Regions from separate parts of the Mus musculus genome. Here all the other regions are linked to region 1. The links are chromatin contacts, called in public HiChIP or PLAC-seq and promoter capture Hi-C maps. All regions are on one chromosome and are shown on one strand. Each heading gives the region's core, a stretch centred on a gene start, on an enhancer-like site or on the middle of the called end of the contact. The rest is flanking DNA. Distances are from core to core; before and after follow the strand shown. Region 1 holds the start of Cyhr1 (cysteine and histidine rich 1). Region 2 holds the start of Grina (glutamate receptor, ionotropic, N-methyl D-aspartate-associated protein 1 (glutamate binding)). Region 3 holds the start of Smpd5 (sphingomyelin phosphodiesterase 5). Region 4 holds the start of Cyc1 (cytochrome c-1). Region 5 holds the start of Hgh1 (HGH1 homolog).

Evidence for each region. HiChIP or PLAC-seq counts read pairs in DNA pulled down with a chosen protein or histone mark. Capture Hi-C pulls out chosen DNA fragments and counts their contacts.
Region 2: a contact with region 1 is called in a FOXA1 HiChIP or PLAC-seq map of pancreatic cancer cells. The contact joins the promoter of Grina here to the promoter of Cyhr1 in region 1. A contact is called at or near these places in 2 of 39 promoter capture datasets (cranial neural crest and neural stem cells), 1 of 484 Hi-C or Micro-C datasets (pre-pro-B cells), 4 of 115 datasets of contacts at active chromatin or transcription factors (effector CD8 T cells, pancreatic cancer cells, pro-B cells and 1 more) and 1 of 9 other capture datasets (liver).
Region 3: an HNF4G HiChIP or PLAC-seq map of pancreatic cancer cells shows a contact between it and region 1. The contact joins the promoter of Smpd5 here to the promoter of Cyhr1 in region 1. A contact is called at or near these places in 2 of 39 promoter capture datasets (liver and pre-B cells) and 3 of 115 datasets of contacts at active chromatin or transcription factors (embryonic stem cells, microglia and pancreatic cancer cells).
Region 4: a contact with region 1 is called in a promoter capture Hi-C map of liver. The contact joins the promoter of Cyc1 here to the promoter of Cyhr1 in region 1. A contact is called at or near these places in 4 of 39 promoter capture datasets (erythroid cells, fetal liver and liver), 5 of 484 Hi-C or Micro-C datasets (B cells, embryonic stem cells, erythroblasts and 2 more), 5 of 115 datasets of contacts at active chromatin or transcription factors (the 230-238 cell line, the SCID.adh cell line, bone marrow-derived macrophages and 1 more) and 2 of 9 other capture datasets (adipose tissue and liver).
Region 5: a promoter capture Hi-C map of liver shows a contact between it and region 1. The contact joins the promoter of Hgh1 here to the promoter of Cyhr1 in region 1. A contact is called at or near these places in 13 of 39 promoter capture datasets (the C10 cell line, the SN4741 cell line, cranial neural crest and 8 more), 7 of 484 Hi-C or Micro-C datasets (B cells, embryonic stem cells, erythroblasts and 4 more), 7 of 115 datasets of contacts at active chromatin or transcription factors (the SCID.adh cell line, bone marrow-derived macrophages, embryonic stem cells and 3 more) and 3 of 9 other capture datasets (adipose tissue, liver and pancreatic islet).

The regions. Positions count from the first base shown.
Region 1 is chr15:76,655,608-76,658,155 of GRCm38.p6, reverse strand. It overlaps Cyhr1 (cysteine and histidine rich 1), which reads left to right and starts at 1,262. Exons shown (of 4, transcript NM_001357882.1): 1 at 1,262-1,796. The coding sequence starts at 1,440.
Region 2 is chr15:76,245,543-76,248,090 of GRCm38.p6, reverse strand. It overlaps Grina (glutamate receptor, ionotropic, N-methyl D-aspartate-associated protein 1 (glutamate binding)), which reads right to left and starts at 1,284. Exons shown (of 7, transcript NM_023168.3): 1 at 1,191-1,284; 2 at 1-240. The coding sequence starts at 217.
Region 3 is chr15:76,293,100-76,295,647 of GRCm38.p6, reverse strand. Smpd5 (sphingomyelin phosphodiesterase 5) reads right to left here and starts at 1,276. Exons shown (of 7, transcript NM_001195537.2): 1 at 357-1,276; 2 at 186-258. The coding sequence starts at 1,214.
Region 4 is chr15:76,342,238-76,344,785 of GRCm38.p6, reverse strand. Cyc1 (cytochrome c-1) reads right to left here and starts at 1,263. Exons shown (of 7, transcript NM_025567.3): 1 at 1,094-1,263; 2 at 288-484; 3 at 78-204. The coding sequence starts at 1,222.
Region 5 is chr15:76,367,613-76,370,160 of GRCm38.p6, reverse strand. It overlaps Hgh1 (HGH1 homolog), which reads right to left and starts at 1,263. Exons shown (of 6, transcript NM_021555.2): 1 at 592-1,263; 2 at 409-509; 3 at 207-305. The coding sequence starts at 1,205.

The DNA.
Region 1 (2,548 bases), core at 13-2,512:
AACGTAAGGAATATACAGGAGTATGGAATTTGTTTATTCTTGAGCTAGCTTCCTAAGGCCTGTAAGGTGATTTCCCTGAGTAAAGGAGTGGGGGATGGGCTGTAAGTAGCAGAAGGTATTATTCACTTTGGCATCCTGGTAGACTTGCCAAGAGAACCCCCAGAGTGCCAGGCATGGTGGTGCAGGTCTTTAATTCCAGTTGGGAGGCAGAGACAAGCAGATCTCTGTGAGTTGTGGGTGGCCAGGCTGGCCTACATAGTGAGTTCCAGAATGGCCAGTGCAACATATAGTGAGACCCTGTATCAAAAAAAGAAAGAAAGAAAAGAAAAAGAAGAAAGAAAAACATTTTTAAAAAAGAAAAGAGAAAAAAAAAAACCAACTTCCCGTGAGAAGAGAGTTTTGGGCCTTGGTTTCCTGGGACACAGTAAATTTGCATATATCCTTGGTGGACCTGGCAGGTGGCCCTCTGGGGCAATGACCTTCACAAACTGATGGCTGTTTTCATAAAGGGCAGAAGAGTGCTATACCCTCAGCGATTCCCAGAAATTGCACATCTCTCTGGACTGACTTGATTACTACCTGTTTGACACCCTCTTGTCTGTGCAAGACATACCTTATAACTTAAAACCCCCTCTTTCTTCTATTCCAACTCTTTCTTTCTTCTACTCCAACTCTTTCTTTCTCCAACTCTGAGGTTGGGACGAAAGAGGTGGGTTAGGGAGTGAACCCAATAATCCTTCGCTGTTCCTGTACTTGCATCTTGTTGACCTTTATACCGTCGCGCAAGAGTGGTGGTAGGTGCGTTTTTCAAGATCCTGCTCTAATACTCCGGTCAGCTAGGCCAGAGCCTTGCACACACAAGCCCGAATTTCTGTACACATTGGCACAGGCATCCCCCCCCACCCCCCGCGCGCGAGCGCGACATGGGAGGCTTAGGGGCGCTTTGCACTCTCGAGGAGTCTGAAGTCTGGGGGCCTCTCCAGACCCCGAAGCTGATGGTACCTCTCCAAGGGCGGACTCCCCAAATCCCCCCACCCCCCGCCCTTCTCCGGATCCCCTCCTGGACCCCACCCCCTTCTGTTCACCTTCGAGGGTGGGTGGGCTCTCTGGCGTCCTCGCTCGTCCATTGGAGGTGGCCGCCGCGTCGTCTTGGCCCTCGCGGCGCTTCCATTGGCTTGCGCGAGGCCCACGTGATCAGGAGGGCGAGGGGGCGGTGGCGTGGGGGGGGGGTCCGCAGCGAAAACAAAGATGGCGGCCGCGCCGGGGTTGGTGGCCGGGGCGGCTGCGGGCCGACGGGCGGGCCAGGCCCACTGAGGCAGCTGCACGGTGGGCAGGCTGCGGGGTCGCCGCGGCAGTGAGAAGCCGGCAAGGGCGCGCGGCGACCCTAACTTCCAGCCGGCGAGCGCGCCGGCACCCGCCCGCCGGGCCGGCCGGCCGTGATGTCCGGCGCCGAGGAGGCCGGCGGGGGTGGCCCGGCTGCAGGGCCCGCGGGTGCCGTGCCGGCCGGGGTCGGGGTAGGGGCCGGGCCTGGGGCTGCCGCGGGGCCGGCTGCGGCGGCTCTGGGCGAGGCGGCGGGGCCCGGGATCCCGGACGAGGCGGCCCTGGCCGGCGCTCGGCAGCTGCAAGAGGCGGCCGGCGACCCCGACGCGCCGCCCAAGAAGCGGCTGCGGGCGGCCGAGGCAGCCGAGGCGGCGGCGGCGGCAGTGGCAGCGGGCAGTGGAAAGCTGGAGGAGCGTCTCTACTCGGTGCTGTGCTGCACCGTGTGCCTGGACCTGCCCAAGGCTTCCGTGTACCAGGTAGGGCCGCCGGCCCGGCCCGGCGCCGCGTTGCCTGGAGGCCTGTGGCCGGTGGCCGGGAATCCTTCCTATCCAAACATCCACCTTCCAGGTCTACGAAACCCCGCTCCTGTCTCTCGAGGCTCCTTATCCTTTCTTGCTCTGAATCTCATTTTCTGTGTTCGATGGTACCCTTTACTCCCCAGTCTGAATTTCCATTCTCCTCCGTAGATCTCTTCACCTTCTGGTTCCTCCAGGGTGCCTCCTTGATAGATTCCACATTCTTTTCAGCTGACCATGTAGAGATCTGTGAACAGGTACCCACCCTTTTCTACTGCTCATCAATACTGTCCCTCACTTCTAGACCCCTGGGTGAAGAAACTTCTTTCCTGGAGACAGGGCTCCAATTCTGGCAGCCACACCCCCAAAAGTGTCCTTCCATATCTGAACAACTAAGTAAATCTTCTTTTGTGCCCTGGGGAGTCAGTCCTGTGTCCTTCTGAAGACCTGGAAGAAAGGAGGGCCTCTCATCCCTTCTCAGTTCTGATCTGGAGGAAGCAATCCGCAACAAACTTTACTGTCAGGGTACTTTCTCCTGCCCCAGCCTAGCCAGTATTTCTATTCGGGGCCACCTCACCCATACCAAGCTGGCTTCCAAGGTTGCCAGTATCCAGGAACTTTGTCCTGCCTTCCCACTTGAAGACCCAGCATGCCAGTCAGTCTCAGAGTCCTGGTCTGTGTGGGTCTAACATGTCCTCTTCCAGGTAAAAGAG
Region 2 (2,548 bases), core at 35-2,534, 410 kb after region 1:
GAGGGTAGGGCCCTTGAGGGTAACCACCCTGTGGATAGGGGCTGGGACCATGGGGATATCCTGGCTGACCATAGGGAGAGGGCTGGAAAGGGGCCTGTGGGTATGGGGCCCCAGGGTAGGGAGCCTGAACATAGGGAGGCATAGGGGCTTGGGGCCCCACAATGTTTTGGGGAGGATAACTGTCCCCAGACACCAAGAAACTCTTTTCATGGGACATGGCCTCGGGTTCTGTGGCTGCCCCTAGAGGAGAAAGAGAGAACAGTTAGCTCTGAGAGACTGAAACCAGTGACAGCCATACCTGCTGCGGACCAAGGAAGAAAACAACAACAACAACAAAAACAACTGGCCATGACCTTTGTACAGGGCTGTAGGGAGTCACAGAACAAGGAGGCGTTGGGTGGGGCACGGGAGACCGATGTGGACCCCTTGGAAGGGGCTCCTCTAGCTCGACCTGGGGTGGGGGATGGGAGGAAGAGTGATGGCTGTCAGCCTCAGCTTGGAGCTTGGGAGATGCCTTCTCACCGCTGCGGGTCTTTCGGGTCAGAGCTCAGCAACGAAGAGTCTAGAGGCACAGCGCAGTGGCTAAAGAGGTGTGGGGGTGTGCCCTGGCTCTCCCCGTCCTATCCCTCCTATTAAGCAGCTTGAAGGGGCCAGCGCTAGCGGCTATTTCTATCCGAGGAAATCCCCAGGCCATCTGTGACCAGCGGGAACCCTGACCCTCCTCTTAAGCACAGGGCTGAATGTCCCTAGCTCCGGGTACTGAATGCAGGCCTGTATTGGCTGCTAAGGTGTCTGCTAGTAGGGTACGCCAGGAACAGAGGGGTGCGGGGGTGTGTGGGGGATGGAAGCGACCAGAGGGCGTTCAAGGGAACAAAGCAGGGATGGGGACGACGGAGGAGGGGGCGGTGGCCACAGAATGCGCCCCGAGGGTGGATTGGTCGTCTTGTCGGGTTGGGGGTCGCTGGGCTTCGGGTCTGGGCCGCTACAGAGCGCCGCCCTCTCCCTCTTGCTCAGGGCCGCCAGAGCTCCCCACCCCCAATGATGCCACCAGTCTGGGTGAGCGGGCCGCGAGTCCTGACCGAACCAACTGACCCGAGGCGGTCGCGCTCAGTAACACAGGGAAGGGACGGCCGACTGACAGGGGGGCTACGGCGGCGGTACACTCTTGGGATTGGTCGGGGGGGACTCACCGCTCCCGGGAGCCAGAGACCGGTGCTTACGGTGCCCGCTGCGCAGCCGCGCGCGGTGATGGCCGGTGCGTCCGCACCTGCACCCGCTGGGCGGCCGGATTGCTTGGGCCTGCGCCTGCCGCTGGGGAGACGCAGAAGAGCCTTGTGACTGGGCGGGCCTTATGATGGGGCGGGGCCTTGTGATGGGGCGGGGCCTTGTGGTGGGGTGGGGTCTTGGGCGGGGCGGGGCGGGGCGGGGCCTTGATGTAAGGCGAATGTTGTCACCTGTCCCGGAGCTTCTGAGCCTACAGAAACTGCTTGGTCCAGCTTGCCTAGGCAGTCTGCTATTGTCTGTAGGCGTCCTAAGTCAGAGTCCTGAAGCCCTGCGCTTTCTGATCAGAGATGGTTGGGTTCTGGCGTGGGTGCTAACGACTTCGGGAGGCAAGACTCTCTTTAGCTTATGTAGCTCTCTATTGATGAATTCAATATCGATTCCTAAATCCAGGATTTACTGAAGCCTCCAAGGACTCTTGGAGAGTCCTTCTTGGCCTTTCATTTTGAGACAAGGTCTCAGTCAGTAACCACAGCTGGCTTGGAACTCACTATGCAACACAGGCTTACCTCAGACATGGGGCAGTCCTCCTGCCTTAGCTTTCCAACTACACTTACAACACGAACCACGACACCCAGACACTTGCTTGCTTTAAGACACAGCATTCACAGCTGGGTGGTAGTGGCACATGCCTTGAGGCAGAGGCGGGTGGATCTCTTGAGTTTGAGGCCAGCCTGATCTACAGAGCGAGTTCCAGGACAGCCAAGCCAGCACTGCATAGTGAGACCCTGTCCTGACAAACAACAACAAAAGCCACAACATTCATTTTATCCACACCTAGTCCAGATCAAGAGACTTAATCGTTTAATTGTCCCATTCTCTCCATACTCTTGTCACTTAACCTCAGATCCTCAAAATAATCTTGTCAGGACATAGAGGGTGAGGCCAACTCCCTGCTTCACTTCTGGGGGGTGGGGCGGGGAGAAGGGAAGGGGAGTGCTTCTTGAGGAAATTTTCCCTTGGGTGGTCTCCTGGTCCTCAGTGTCTTGAGGACATCCGGTTCTCTCCTGGTTCTTGGTGTATGGCCACTCTGAGACCGTATAGTAAGCTTGGGAAAGGGTCCTCTCCTGTATCCATATAGTGCTGCTTAACAGCTGGACCTAGTGTAGATGTGTCCTTGGCCCATAGCTTCTGCACATGTTCCTGGGCTAAACGTGCCCGCCATGCTTACCAACAAAGTCTAGATGTGTTCTGTTGCTGTAAAGAACACCCTGATTTTTAAAAAGCAGCACCGGGGAAGAAGGTTGCATGTGGCTCACGATTCCAG
Region 3 (2,548 bases), core at 27-2,526, 360 kb after region 1:
GGGATCTAAGACCTCACCCTGTGGGTCCTGATCTGTAAACCACCCAAGGCATTTCTTGGGATGTCTGGGGCAGAGAACATTGGGATGTGGGGACAGACGTGTTGGTAAGGTTAAGGGACCTACTGCCTTCGAAGGAGAGAAGAGGGGCTACCTACCCACATTTCAAACCCTCCTGCAGGGCTCACCAACGGGTGCATGCAAATGTGTACAATGAAGGTATCCCACGATGGGGTGCCCGTCCACGATGCCTAGCTGCGCCTGCAACACCACCCACAGTTCCAGGTCTTCTTGCTCTCCTGGTTAAATCTATTGCTTACGCTCTCCCCGCTAGGGCTCACTGCAGCCTGGGTTAGTACCTGGACTGATAGTAGACCTTTGGAGGCCATGGCGTCCTCGCGACGAGCGTTAGGAAAGCAACGGAAGGTGGCACGCAGCAACGGGTAGCGCGAGGCCAGTAGAAGCCCACTGCCCAGTACCTTGATGTACGGCCCAGCCATTAAGCCAAATGTGCCCACATCATATATCACCGGGCCCAGATTTGGTACCAAGACACGCACAAGACGACGAGCTGCGCGGAGGTCGAACACTTCCTGCAGACACACGAAGTCCAAGCCCATAGGTAATGTGGCCTTCAGCTCACCACCAGGCACCCTAGGCGGCGGCTGACTGCATTCGGAAACCCTATACTGTGACGATTGAAGGCTATCTAGCAGTGCGGCCCCTACAGCCTCGGCGCGCTGCAGGCTGTGCGACAGGTTGTTAAAATGAGCCAGCCCGTGGGGCAATAGGCACAGATTAGCAGTGAGAAAGACAAAGCAGCGCCGGCGCTCAGCAGGCGGATGCCAGGGCTGTGGCCACACCCAGCATGCCGGAGGGGGCTGATAGCAGAAGGGGCGGCGCCAGACCTGGAGGGGCAGCCAGAGCGCAAGGCCGACCAACGCTAAGGGTAGGCCGACCACCACCAGTGGTAGCAACACCCCACTTCCTGCCAGGACTTTGAACCACCCCAAGCTTTTGGATCGGACGCTTGGTGCCCAGCAGCCCAGCAACTGGTCCAGGGACCAGTAAGTCGGGAAAAGCAGCACGCGGGATAAACTGTAGAGGGCTTGCAGCACTGGGTTCGGGAAAGGTGAAGGCCTCAGGGCGTTGGGTGTCAGGGGCCAGTCCTCTTGGGGCACTGGGCTCCTTCGCCGCGAAATGTCAGGGAGACTCATTGGTTTCCAGCGGCGGCGGAGGTCAAGACCAGGTGGCACAACCTGTGCGCGCCGCTAGTAATGCCCGGACGTCCCGCGAGCCTGAGTGCTGGCCACTGGCCCCACCCACTCAGAACTTCTGTGGCGGTTGGAAACGAACAACAATTTAAAAAAAAAAAAAAACCCGTAAAAGAAATCCGAGCTTTACAGCCCTGCCCTATTTCCTCCTTGTACTTGCGGGGGTCCACTTAGTGCTTCGGAGAAAAACTTAGGGCCCTGCCTACTCTCCCCTCCCCCACCCCTCCAATACACTTTACAGCCTGACTACTCACAGCCAGGTAGGTTCACCACAGCCTCTCAATCCGGTGCCTGGCTTAGTGCAGAGACTCAGCACCGATGGCTTGCAGAGGCTGAGACTTCAAACCCGGGGAGGGACCGTTAGTTCTACACCTGAGGCAGCTTGCCCAGACAGGTAAAAGGAAATCCTCCATTCTATGAGCCCTGTAACAGACTTAAGTTCTTTTAATTCTGTGTTTTATTTTTGTTTGTTTTGTTTTGTTTCTCGGGGCAGGGTTTCTCTGTGACTCTGGCTGTCCTGGAACTTGCTCTGTAGACCAGGCTGGCCTCGAACTCACAGAGATCTGCCTGCCTCTGCCTCCGGATTGCTGGGATTAAAGACATGTACCAGCACCGCCCCTCTTGACTTTAGTTTCTTGACAATGATCCCTTGGGCTTTCACAGACTTTTCTTGGCTCCCCTTGGAAGTCTGACTCCTTAACTCCAGCTGTGAGCCAGCAAACACCCTGACATCGACCATCAGTGTCTCTTAAGTAACCCATCAGGTTTGTCTTGGCTGGCGATCTTCAGCCGGCTTGCCAGGATAGTCCTGGAGACTTTGGATGAAGGCAACTGTTGATGAGCTGGGCAGTCTGGGCAGAAGGCATTGAACTCTGCAGGGCAGGTGGGGGTGGGGGTGGGGGTGGGGCGAGGTATCCCAGCTGGAGAACCATGCCTCTTTCTAACCGGAAGTTGTATTGGTACTGATAGATTCCTGTTTGAATCCGCCCCCCCCCCCCCAAGGCTCTGCTGTTCCTTGACTGGCAAGAACTGGTTTTCTAAGTCCCTAGTTCTTTTATTCCTTTCTGCCTTGTCACTGCCCTAGCGCCTGCAACTTCAGGCAAGCCAGAAACTACTCCAGGCTTTTCCACACTGCCCTTCTCATGAACCAACCCCATTTTGGTCTCCACTCTTCTAGAAACACCACGATGTTTCCAATCTCAGCCTACCCATTGATTTCAATACCCCCCTCCCACAAGGGCCCCAATTTTTCCAACCCATGTTCCTTTTTTTTCATT
Region 4 (2,548 bases), core at 14-2,513, 310 kb after region 1:
TTTTAGTCCCTCACAGTTGAAACCACAATCCCTGTATCCTCCACCTTCTTTCGTGCCCACCCCCCCACCCTCCGAACCTCCTCAGCCAGCGCCTTGGCTTCTTCCTCCGTGTAGCACACTCCCACCAGGTGGCGGTACGCCACATAATCCATGCTGTGGCAGGAAGAGCACACCTGCTTGTATACCTGGAAACCCCTCCGAATGCTAAAGAGATAAAGAATTAGAGGAACTGAAGATTCGAATTCACCCGGGAACTTCCACCCCCAGCCCCGCCGCAACACACCCACCTGGTGTGGTCCAAGGAGGAGAGGAGGCCACGATGAGACCATGGGTAGCTGGGGGGGTGCAGCTCCAGGTCACTGGCACTCACGGCAGAATGAAGGGCCACAGCTAGCCCTGCACCCCCCGCGGCCAGCATGCCCAACGCTGACAGCATCACCTTTCGGCCTCGAGAAGGGCCAGACTTCGAGGACAAGGACACTGCCTGCAAGAGCCCCGCTCAGCACCTGCCAAGACCCCAGCAGCCCACCTGGGGATCTGAATGAACGCCCATGTCTTCCGCTCCACCTCCACCCCGCACTGGCCACCACCGCACGCAGAGCGCCCAAGGCACACACCGTGCCCAATGCCTGCTGGATCCCTTACTGCAGCCAACTCCTCGGCCACGGCTCGGCTCTGGAGGGCAAATGGAGAATGCTCGTGGAACTTAACCCAGGAGACAAGCCTAAGTGACCCAGAGTACTGCAGCGGACCAAGGTCACCTGCAGGCCGCTGAGGTCAGGCTGGGGTCACTGCAGGGTATCCGCCAGGTCCGGACAGCCGGCTTCGGCAGTCGCTCCGGGCGAGCCCTTCGCTGCAATCTCCCGTCCCGACCCCATCACAGTGGGACCCTGGGCTCAGAGCAACAATGCCCTGCCACTCCAAGGCGTGGGCACCCAGACCGGCTTTCTGGGTGTGCCGGCCCGGCGGCGGGGACCCCGTCGAGTTGTAGGAGGAACGCAGGAGACCGATGCCGGCGCGCGCCCGGAGCCTCCCCGCCGTGACCTTCAGGGCTGAGGGGCGCGCGATGGTCGGGGCCCGCGCCAGGACTCACCTGCGGTGTCCGCAATGGAAGCTGCCGGGACCGCGCGCCGCCCAGCAGACCCGGAGCACTTGCACCTGGAAGCCCCACGCCCCGCGGGCCCAGTACCGTCCGGCGAAGCGAAGCCGCCGCCGCCGCCATGTCGGCCCCCTTTAGTGCGGCCGCCGTTCCCGTCGGCCCCTGCGGGCCGACGAGAGCTCAGACCACGCGAGAGCAACACAGTGGGCGGACCTAGGCGGAGCTGGGTAGGGAGCTGTCCATCAGTGGACCAGGACTGTCCCTTGCCCGGCTCCTCTAGTCCGGGTTGAGCCTGGCCGCAACTCTAATTACAATGACAACATCTGCTTTGTTTGTTTGTTTGTTTTTCTGGCTTCTCTACTATATCCCCAGTTCCTTCACCTCGGCCCCGCGAATCACGCCCTCCAGTTGAGCCACTGGATAGTCTTCTGAGAGCTTGCTCATCCATGGCCTGTGTGGGATTAACAGCAGCTCTCCCCTGCTCCACAGGCGACCCAGCATAGAAACTTCCCCTGACTAACTTTCTTTTAAACCCTCATATAAAGTCCATAATTCAATTTTCTTAATGAGAGCATATCTAAGTGGGGGTACCCGTCCATTACAAAGATAAGCTGCAGCTCCCTCTGGATGTAAGGGACTGATCACTGTGGCACTTGGTGCTGCCCTTTTTTAAAATCTACATTGACACTGACACTGTAGCTGTCAGACACACCAGAAGAGGGCATCAGATCCCATTACAGAGGGTTGTGAGCCACCATGTGGTTGCTGGGAATTGAACTCAGGACCTCTGTACTTAGCAGACAGTGTTCTTAACCACTGAACCACTTCTCCAGCCCCCATCAAAACTATTCTCAGTAGCTCAAGACAGAAACAACCCGTCTATGTCTACCAGCTGGTGAGTGGATAGACAAAGCATGGCACACCCATATGGGTGAACTTTTTCATTCTAGTGTGAGATGTGAGGCATGGGAGAAGTGCCAGCATGCATGAACCTTGAGCTCACCATATGAAGTAGAAGTCAGACACAAAAGACAAAAAAAAAAAAAAAAAAAAAAAAAAAAAAAAAAAAAGCTGAGAGTGGTGGCTCAAGCCTTTAATCCCAGCACTTGGGAGGCAGAGGCAGGCAGATTTCTGAGTTCGAGGCCAGCCTGGTCTACAAAGTGAGTTCAGGGCTATACAGAGAAACTGTCTCGAAAAAGCCAAAAAAAAAAAAAAGACCACATGTATATGATTCCGTTCACCTAAGTGGGCGAGTACACAAAAGCAGAAAGCAGACTAATTCTGCCAGTATGAGGGGTACAGGGATTTGGGTGGTGGTGGGGTGATGACAAGGTTCTTCCAAGGCAGGTGAGAGCTGACTGCTGGCTCAGGAGACAAGCGAGCAGTTTGTGTACCTGTGAAGAGCGTCACACTCAGTGTGCCACGACAAATCTCTGTGATGGCTGAAGC
Region 5 (2,548 bases), core at 14-2,513, 290 kb after region 1:
TAGGAGTGAGGGTGGGAGACTATTGGTCCCTGTGCTGAACACCCAAGCCCTGCTCTGCCTGGGTGAGCCTTGTGTGTGTCTGTAACGACCCCCTCCTTAAAGGCTGCCGGACTGAGGGACTCCAGACCTGCACACCTCTCCATCTCCCTCTTGTAGTCTTCCCTCTAGCACCAGACAGCCCTGAGGCAACCACCCAAGTCACTCACGGTCCATTTCTTCCTCGGAAAACTCTTCAGGCCCAGCCAAGGGCAGTAGCAAAAAGGGGAGAATGTCGACTTGGGCCCCAAGTAACCACTTGTGATGTCCTGGAGGTGCGGACAAGGAAGGAGATCAGAATAATGGTCCGTTGGGTTCCCTAGGGTCCAATCCCCACCTTGGCAATGGCACCACCCCCTCCTTGTCACTCACGATGCTCAAAACAGCAATTCCGAAGTGTTCCCACCACCCCGCCCCTGCGCACCGAAGAATCTGTGTACTGGGTAAGAGGCAGCAGCCGTTGGACCACGCACCTGTTGAAAGAAGATATTCACTGCTGTCCTTGTTCACTTCCACTTCCCCACCTTCCCGCCCGCGCAGGCGACTGGGTTTCACCTGTCTGGGTCCAGGAGAAAAGCACGCACCTCCGCCTGCTGGCTAAGGTTGGAGAGCAGCGGCCCCAGGTAATGCAGGGGTGCGGCCGCGTTGTAGCTCGGCGTGCACAGCGCGTTGACAAGTCGCTCCAGACCCAACCGCTCCGGCTCAGCGGCCATCAGCTTCTCCATTAACGCAGCACACGGAGCCGGCTCGCGACTCAGGTTGGCCAGCACTGCAGCCGCCTCTTCAGCCCAGGGCCACTGAGGGTCCAACACGCAGCGCAGCAGGCGGGCGGGCAGCTCCGGGTCAGCCGCCAGCAGCTGCCAGTGCACATTGGGATCAGCAGCCAAGTTCACGAGCGCGCGGGAGGCATCGCGGGAAGGAGCTGGGGCCGGGGCCACCGCAAGGTCGACCAAGGCCCGCAACAACTCTGGCTGTCCGGCCAACAGCGTGCGGCCCGAGCCCGCACCAGTCAGCGCCAGCACGTGCTGCGCCGCGGCCGCCTGCAGGTCGGCTCGCGCTCCGAGCACCAGGAAGGGCAGCAGTTCCACCGCCTCCGTGTCCGCGCCAGCCTCCTGCTCTAGCAACCCTCGCTCACCAGAGAACCCCGAACCTACTCCCGGTCCCCGCATGCCGCCAGCAGTCTCAGTCACTTCTCGTGCCGGGGCCACCGCCGGAAAAGCGGAAGTCGTTAAAACCCTTCCGAGGCTGAGAACCTGGCTGAAGGGGGCGGGGCCGGTTTCAGCGCGAGGCATTGTGGGCCACAGTATTAGGCACCCCTTAAGCTGGTGCAGATGCACCCTCCCCCCCTTCCCATCATCATCACCACCACCACCAGATCCTTGCAAGGACTTTTCCGGCTGCCTATTGCGTGTTTGCTTTGCCAGGAGTCAGAACCACGCGACCAGCACGCATAATTTGAAGCGAAGCTCGGCAGCCGGTGATCCTGGTGTCCAGAGTGTTTGCTGCCACCTTTTAAACCTGGTTTCAGACATCCAGGAACCGGAGGGTGCAGGACTCTGCGATGAAAAGGCAGCTTTGGATCAGTCTCTGACTTTGCAGAGGGGCTAAATTTTTTTTTCTAGTGCATTTGTTAGGTCCTCTTCAGTGACAGAAGTCTGAGTCAAGCAGGCTTGGGCAAAGGGAACTAATAAATGAATCTATAGTTTGCAGGTTTGGGGGCACCTGGTGACAGACGCCCCTGCCAGCTCTTTAGAGCACTGTTCGGTTTCTGTCTTCCATACCTCGCTGCGTTTCTTTGCTTCTCAGTGGCTCCATATTACCTTCCACCGGCACATTTGTTAGCACAGATGGGAGGACACTGGCCTTCTTAGCTACGTAATCCCTAGCAGAAGATAATTTCAGTACTAGGATCTGTTCTGGGAAAGTATCCCATTTGGTGCTTCTTGTGCCTGTATTAGCAATTAGCTGCCTGGGGTCCTTGCTCTCTCAAATTAGAAATCTTGAGTTAGGGGTTTTTCCAGGGCTGGTCCTTGTCAGGTTTTTGTAGGAGATAGCCAGGAACCGCCACGGTTCCAGATCCTATGCAACCTTAGATACTGACTGGGATCCTTCCGGCTACAATGGCAAAGTGGTTAGGTCTGTGTAGGGCCAACTGTCCAGATTTCCCAGCTGTTGACAGCAGCTAGTGAGTTTCTAAGAAAAGGCTCCCTTGCCTCTGTTTTGTTTTGTTTTGGAGACAGTGCTGGCTGTCCTGGAACTCACTCTGTAGACCAGGCTGGCCTCAAACTCAGAAATCCACCTGCCTCTGCCTCCCAAGTGGTAGGACCAAAGGCGTGCGCCACCACTGCCCGGCTCCTTATCTTTTTATAAACGTGTCACTGTCTAATCTCACAACTGAGGAGGCTGAGGCAGGAAGGTCAGTGTAAGTTTGAGGCCAGCCTGAGCTATAAAATGAGCTGGTCTCAAAAGATTTTTCTCTTAAACAAAGTTAACTTTGTTAACTTGACACAAA